2 separate regions of the Drosophila melanogaster genome follow, and region 1 is linked to region 2. A link is a contact called in public HiChIP or PLAC-seq data. All regions are on one chromosome and are shown on one strand. The core of a region is the stretch at or near the end of the contact, and the rest is flanking DNA. Distances in the headings are between cores, read along the strand shown. Region 1 holds the start of lncRNA:CR46090 (long non-coding RNA:CR46090). Region 2 holds the start of Pex11c (Peroxin 11c).

Region 1 (3,668 bases), core at 623-3,122, 75 kb after region 2:
ACCTTGGTAACCAACAATTGAGAAGTGCTTCTTGTGTCTTTTTAGTTTCCGATACTTCAAGGTGTAGGCTAAGTGCATTATAATATTAGAGTGTCTGCTACACCACCCTCCCCTTTTTGCCCTTTGCCGCCCAAAAACACCCACCTTCACCGATAACGAGCACTTCTTATCAGCCAGCCACAAATATTTGTTCTTCGTCCAACTCATTGGTTATTTCTTGAGCTCCAAGTTGTTTGGAGCATTGGAAAGTGAGTTTTGCGTTTGGTAAAGTTCAAATTGCTGAAGGTCGCACGCGTGAGAGGGTTGCCTGATAAGTTTTGTCACCCTGATTATTGTGCTGGGTCAGTTGTTTATGGCTATATTAACTCTTCTGCTGCTGCTTCTTTTTTTATGCTCGCCCTTTCTCTGCGGCATTACAACATTTCGGAGCGTGCTGATTAGCCATGGACTGGGCTTTATAGCGGCTCGGAAAATCCCAAGAAGCAACAACTACAACTATTACAATAAATGCTGCTAATTTGTCCATGGGATGCACTCAATTTAGACACATCCGTTCTACACAGCCAGAAAAAAATGGGTACATTTATGTACATACATATGTGTGTAAATAGAAAGAGAGGAACGCGCTTTTGTTTTGATAACATTGTTTTCGCCGTGAATGAATGGGTATGGAAATAGAAACGTTGAGGGAACGTGATTAGATAAAGTCTCTATGTCTTTTGTAAGCTATTTACATATTTGAATATATACACAGAGAGAAATTAGGCACATGTACATGTACTAGACTTAATTTACAACTTGAATTGTAAAATTGTAATTTTTTCGTATTACCATACTAATAAATGGCATAATTTTAACACTCAGCCTAACTTTATTCATAATTTTGCATTCATAAATCAGCAATAAGTTCGAATACTAATTACCCAAGCATTAGCTGCATAAAATTGAAAAAAAAATATGGAAATATCATTGGTGCTAAAACGAATGCCATAATGCACCGAATTATACCGTCATAAAGGCCTCAATTCAAATGAATCAAAAAAGTTCTCGCGCGATTAATTCCAGGCGAAACAACAACAAAAATCAACGTCGGGCTATCAAAATTTATGAATGAATAAAGCAGAATCAGGCGAAAACCCGACAAAAGGCAAGACAGAGGAAAATAAAAAAAAAAAGTATTAATAAAAAGGCAAGTAAAATAAGCAAACAAAACGAAAATCACAAATAGTAAGTGAGTACAAAGTGGCGTGCATATGAAATATAAAGCAGGCGATATAGCCCACTACAAACGCACAAATCCACACACACTCACACACACACATGTACATATATGTATGTATGTACCTCTGAATATGAATGAATGAAAAATTGTAGAAGCAGCACAACCGCAACACCAACAACATAAGTTGTTAACGCAGCAGTTCCACGAACTAAAAAAACAAAAAACCAAAACCCCAAAAAAAAAACACCAACGACAACCACAGAAGACGGGAAAAAAGATCTGTGAACAAGAAATTTGAAAGGTAACAAAAAACTGAAATTAAAACAAAAACTTAAAATCAGAAACACGAGCAAGTGTGTGTTGGCAACTCGTTTTCCAGTTTTCCATTTTTCCACATGCAGCAGCTGCCCACAAATTGTGCGTGGAGTGTTGGCGAAGAGGAGGGGAGTGGAGTGGAGTGTTGGAGTGGGGTCTGGAAGGGGGTGGTGCCTGGAATGGTGGGAAGGGGGGGAGTTCAAATTATGAATAAATAAGTAGTTGGTCCAAGAGCAAACAGCTAAAAATCAAAGCAAATACACAAAAACAATGAAAACAAAACTGGGATGGCGAAGAACATTTTGTAGTTGAAGTTAAGATACCCTTGCTGGTATTAAAACATTTAACAAAATAGTAGATTGGCAATTAGATTTTTCGAAAAACAAAGGCTTTTGTTCAATACGAATTTGGTTTAAACATTCTTAAAAGTATAGTTAAGGTTAGTTTTCAAGATTTTTTAGAATTTCAGCGACTTGGTTGCAAAATCCCAACTAAACCATAATACCCTACACTACACTGCAGGGTATAAAAAGGCAACGACGACTGCAGTTGGATTTCGAGCCAAAGTCGACGCGCCCACGGGCAGCGACAGAAGAAGAAGAAGATGAGAAGCTGGAGCAGCGATAAAAGAGGAGCCCCAAAGACAAAGCCGGAGAACAAGAAGAAGAGTAAGAGCCGGTTTGCAGGAACAAGCCTAGAAGAAGAGGAAGAAGGAAGAGGAGCACTGGTGGAGTGGAGGAGGGGAGGGGGCGACGGGGCAATGCAGGCACACGCAAAAAAGGAAGGAAACAAACATCAAGCCCCAATGACAGAGGAAGCAACCACAACAACAACAAATGGCCGTGGAAGAAGGGGAGACAGCGGCAACAAGATCCACTCGTCGCTGGCTCTTATCCCCACTCCCATTCCCAATTCCATTTCCATTCCCCCATTCATCAACTGCATTTTAATTCTTTTTTGGTTGTCTTTGCGTTTTGTTTTTTTTTCTTCGTTTTATTATTCGAGAACCAACTAGTTTTGTTGTTTTTTGCTGCCTGGCGAGTATGAATGAAAACGAACGTGTTTCTTGGAGAGCGGGAGCCCCAATTTGAGAGCGGGAGAGCGCTGGGGAGCAGCGGCGCCGGCAGCGACGTCGACAGCGCGGGGATGAATGAAATGAGCAGCAAAATGAATGAAAGTTGTGGGGCTCGCGCAGTCAACGTCGCTGCCAGCGTCAACGTTAGGCTCTCCCGATCTCTCACTCTCCCACTCTCCTTGTGAAGAGAATTTGTATATTTTTTCTACTTTTTATACAAATCATAGCGCACATATTTAATAAGCGAAAATATAATTTGCTTTATTTATTGTTTCGTTTGGTTCATTTCGTTTCGTTTTGTTTCTTGTTATTTTCAAAGTTTATGATTAATGAGAGATGATTACGGCGTGTGAGTGTGCGTGCGTGAGTGTACTTTTGTATCTGTGTGCGCGTATAATTAAAATAAGGGCAGCCTTTTGCATACACTTGCAAAAAAAGGATTTTTTTTATTTCTGCTAAGAAAAAATTGTTTTTGCACTGTTTTAGTCATTCCAATTGCAGGAGTCCGAAATGGTTTTAAACGTACAATATGATTACGTTATTATATTTTTAATAAACGATTTCCCAAGGTTTTATGCATTTTAAGTACATTTAGATTTCAGGGCGACCCTTATGCCAAGTGTATCTTTCGTGCGCATAATGTAAACTAAATTTACGTGCCTGGCTCCCGATCTTTTCTGCTTCTTCTGGCCCGCGATGTTCCCCTTTTTTATGTGCCATCCCCATTTTCCATTCAGCATCTGCGCAGTTGTCGCCGTTTTTGCATGTTTTTTCCCCCCCGTTTTTTTCGCCTTTCTGTTTCTGTTTTAGTTTTTGTGATTTTATATTTATTTTTTGTTTCTGTTGCCATTTTATGGCCGCGATCTTCTAGCGACGAGCGAAAAGTTCAGGCTGCCAGTTGTTTTCGCTAAGGGATTCGCCTGGGTCCCACATACATATGTACATTTGTATGTGTGTATGAATTGTAAATATGTCTAAATACATGTACCGAGATGTAGGGCTGTATGTGCCACTATATATAGGCCCAATGGGGTGGACCTTCCCAGAAACTTAAAT
Region 2 (3,653 bases), core at 890-3,389:
TCCAAGCACCAAATTGGGTAGTTGTGACTTCTGTATATGGCGGCGCAATGCAGGTTGTGGGCACGCCAGCACCGCATGGTTGCGTCTTTGGACACACTATACATGAGTGGGTAGTGGGCGGAGAAGCGCACATCGGTGACTCCTTTTGTGTGACCTCGCAGCTGAAATCCGCCGTATTCGTTGCTAATTAGAAAAAAAAAACTTTAGTTGATTAAAAATTGAAAAATAAAACCAATACTAAACCTGGAAGATGAACTTACTAGGAGTTATCAGCATATTTGCAATGTCGCGCCCTGTTGCGTTCCCGTCTCTCCTCCTCAGAGCACTTGACATCCTCATCGCTGCTGTCCTCATCCGTCTCCTCCTCTTGATTCGCGCAATTGTTCAGCTCCCAGGGACACCGCTTTTGCGGATAGCGTCTGTAGAAGCTCTTGCCGCGGCAGTAGCTCTGGTTTAACTGCCACAGCTGTACGGCAGAATTGTCGAACCCGGCTAACATGTGGCACTCACTGGGATCCAGATGGGCGGAGGTGAGGCCCCGAGAACGTTCACTGATTCTGAGAAATCGCGGCAACTCCACCTGAGACTTGAGTATCTGTTCAGTGGCCGATTTAAGGGTGTCCAAGCAGGCGTCTATATTCAGTTGTAATTTACTAAGCTCTGCAGATTCATCCGTTTCTACCTCCTGTTTGATGTCTGTTTCTAGCATAATGTTTGGCTCCTCAGCGGGTCGTTTTCGGTTCGACTTTTCAGTGAGGGATTTGCTTGGTCTTATGTCTCCGCGGGTATTAAGGGTTACTGCTGGTTTGGAAACAACATCGTCCTCTCCATCCTCACCTTCCAGGTCATCCGTCAAGCCAAGCAGGTGATCCTCACTAAAGGCGCGCTGCTCATTCTCCACTATATGGACATGCAACCAGGTGTAGAGTAGGTTCATAATTAAAACGTGGCCCCGTCGTTGGAGATAAGCGCATATCCTATTAACAACTACGGCTGTAGTATGTAGTTCGTATTTCGAAGATCGAAAATGGGCCACTGTGTCATCGGACTCTGCTGCCTCCAGCCGTGTGTAGCCACTCAGGGTTTGCACCAGGCGCATAAAGTAGTCCAGTTCCGTGTCCCCAGTGTCCTGGGCTTCCTTTGCGAAGCGTATGTTAAAAGTGGACTCATTGGCCGTAGTGGAGCATCCGTTGATCTTGGTAGGTGGTGGTGCATCGTACATATCCACGGGGGCCACCAAGTGAGCATATTTGCGCAACAACTCCACAGCGCCACGCGGTTCGCGAGCCTTGAGCAGATCCAGATAGAAGTGGCACAGCATGGGTCCATAAAAGCGCTTCATTTCCAGACGCAGCGGTTCGGCCTGGGCCTCCACGAACTGCGAAAACCGACCAAATTGCTGGTCCACAGTGTGCTGGTTGTTGGTGATAACCTGGACATTTGAAAAGGTGAAGCTATTGCCACCGTGCAAATCCGTATCCAGCATTTTGTTGACAGCAAACTGCTGTTTGTTTTGCAGCAGCAAAAAATCCGACCGCCGAAATCGTTCGTTGCTCTACGGGTTTGAATATTTGAACACTCTGAGGAATTGTATATTTGAAGATTATTCACTTACCACGTAGTTTTTCTGCTTCAGCAGGAGTCCCACGGCGCAGCGTAGCAAATCGTTTTTGGAGGAGGTCTTTTTGCTGCTCGCGCTCGACTTGTTGTTATTGCTGTTGCTGTAGACGGGCGATGCAGCATGTGCGTGGTTGCTGGCGCTGGGCAGGCTCATCGTTGCGTGTTAGCCTCGCTTTGTTCCGTATCCTGATCCCGTCCTGCAGTGCGTCCGATATGCGTTCGATTATAGTGCTGACAGCGGAGATGGGTTGTCCTATCGATGTGCATTCATCGATTTTAAGCGGCTGCAACAGCTGTTCTTTCAAAATTGTTTTCGTCAGTGATGGCTATTTGGCTTCTCTTTTATAACAATATTGATATTGAAATATTTTAATTTTAAATTTATTTTTACATTTTTAACTTATATTTATATTATATTTTATTTATATTAACTAGCTTTTTATTTTTAGCTCTATTATATTCTCTATTCTTAGCTAGTTTATTTGGCTATTGTCACCACTGAAGAAAGTCAGCTGTTTGTGTTGTTGGATTCCCGAGCGCTCTTGACAATTTCTTGTATTTTCGCTGCGGTATCTCAGTTCGAGTTTTTACGTGATATAAAACAGTACCTGGTCTTCAAAAAACGAGCCATTATGGGCACCACGACAAAGTTTGTGAACGAGTTCTGTGATATTATCGATTCCTATGGCGGGCGAGATAAGGTAACATAGAAGAGCCGCACAGCCGAGTAAATTTCCAATTAATTGAAAACACACCTGTTTGTTTACGTTTGAACCGAGTGTTTTTCCCAATTCGTATGCGCAAATTTAAAAAAATGCATCGTGGCATTTTGACTGGTTTCTATTTCCTTTTTGGACTGGTCCATTGAGGGGCTCGCTTGAAATCGAAACTGAACCAACAGGTTTCCATGTTGTTGCTGCATCGATGTTGGCATTGGTCTTTGGGTCTCGAACAAGGAAGCCACAGCAGTTTGGACCTTGCCTTACTTCTTTCTGATTCGCAATGGATTTTGTATTTCGCTTTTCGCTTATCAGTCGCAGTTCGGCGGCGATCGAGTCAAGATAATGCTCAATACTATAGCCGGCAAACCTTTAAGCCGCTACCAGATAAAGCGGATAATTCGTTATGAACGAAAGGTTTGTTTGGACTGCCGCCCATCAGGAGACACGCGATCCACACATTTCCACCATCGCGAGTTTATATACCCCTACAAGGGGTGTATACAGTGCAGACAAAGAGGGAATCTTGTATAGTGTATCTCTATTTTAATAGAAAAATCGAACCTTGAATACGATAAAATATTGTTCAAAGTATTTTAGATTTATTAATTAGAACAAATAATTTGTTATACTTGATAACCATTTGAAAATATAATATAATATATTATGTGGCTGTAAACAGCGAATGGGGTGGTCACGAACTTTGGAAATACTATAGGATATTTACATAAATTAGTCGTATAGCGACATTAGTATTCCTCCGAATTGCATAACTAATTCATTGATGGCAAAGCAAGCAAACTGAACCATTAATGGGTAAACAATGAAACCACCCACAACTCATTCCGGCCAGGACGGACGACCAGGAGCACTCCACTGGCGGCCATCACACGAGATGATTGTGGCATTCGTTGTATTCTTTTTATCGCTGATAGTATTTTATCTGTTTGTGACAACCAAGCAATTCCACAAATTGCAGGGCTGACTGGCGATTGGGGTCAGGTAGAGGCAAAGGTAAACAGCGATGCCAACTCTCGTGATAGAGCAAACACACGGCTTAACGAATTGCGCAGAACAATTATTACATATATGAAATTAAATACCTATTTCAGGTGATGAAGGCATTGTGCTACAGTGCCAAACTGGTGGCTGGCTACCATGCCAAGCGGAATCCGGAACTAGCCAAGCGATACGCCACCGCCAGCTCAAGGATCTCAGGTGCGAGAGCCACACTGCGTCTCATCGACGACATACCCATGATCCAATATGCTTTGGAGTATGGCTTGGGCGAGAATGAGCCCGATCGCGTCATGC

What was found. HiChIP or PLAC-seq counts read pairs in DNA pulled down with a chosen protein or histone mark.
Region 1: an H3K27ac HiChIP or PLAC-seq map of the Kc167 cell line shows a contact between it and region 2, with 10 times the contacts expected there. The contact joins the promoter of lncRNA:CR46090 here to the promoter of Pex11c in region 2. A contact is called at or near these places in 1 of 1 datasets of contacts at CTCF or cohesin (the Kc167 cell line), 6 of 107 Hi-C or Micro-C datasets (the Kc167 cell line and the S2 cell line) and 3 of 6 datasets of contacts at active chromatin or transcription factors (all in the Kc167 cell line).

What each region holds. Positions count from the first base shown.
Region 1 is chr3R:23,331,931-23,335,598 of dm6, forward strand. lncRNA:CR46090 (long non-coding RNA:CR46090) reads right to left here and starts at 1,873. Exons shown (of 1, transcript NR_133438.1): 1 at 1,574-1,873. The region is part of intron 3 of pnt (pointed); the gene reads right to left.
Region 2 is chr3R:23,256,226-23,259,878 of dm6, forward strand. Pex11c (Peroxin 11c) reads left to right here and starts at 2,140. Exons shown (of 4, transcript NM_142880.3): 1 at 2,140-2,321; 2 at 3,452-3,653. The coding sequence starts at 2,253. It overlaps wda (will decrease acetylation), which reads right to left and starts at 1,862. Exons shown (of 5, transcript NM_142879.3): 1 at 1,616-1,862; 2 at 261-1,555; 3 at 1-183. The coding sequence starts at 1,774.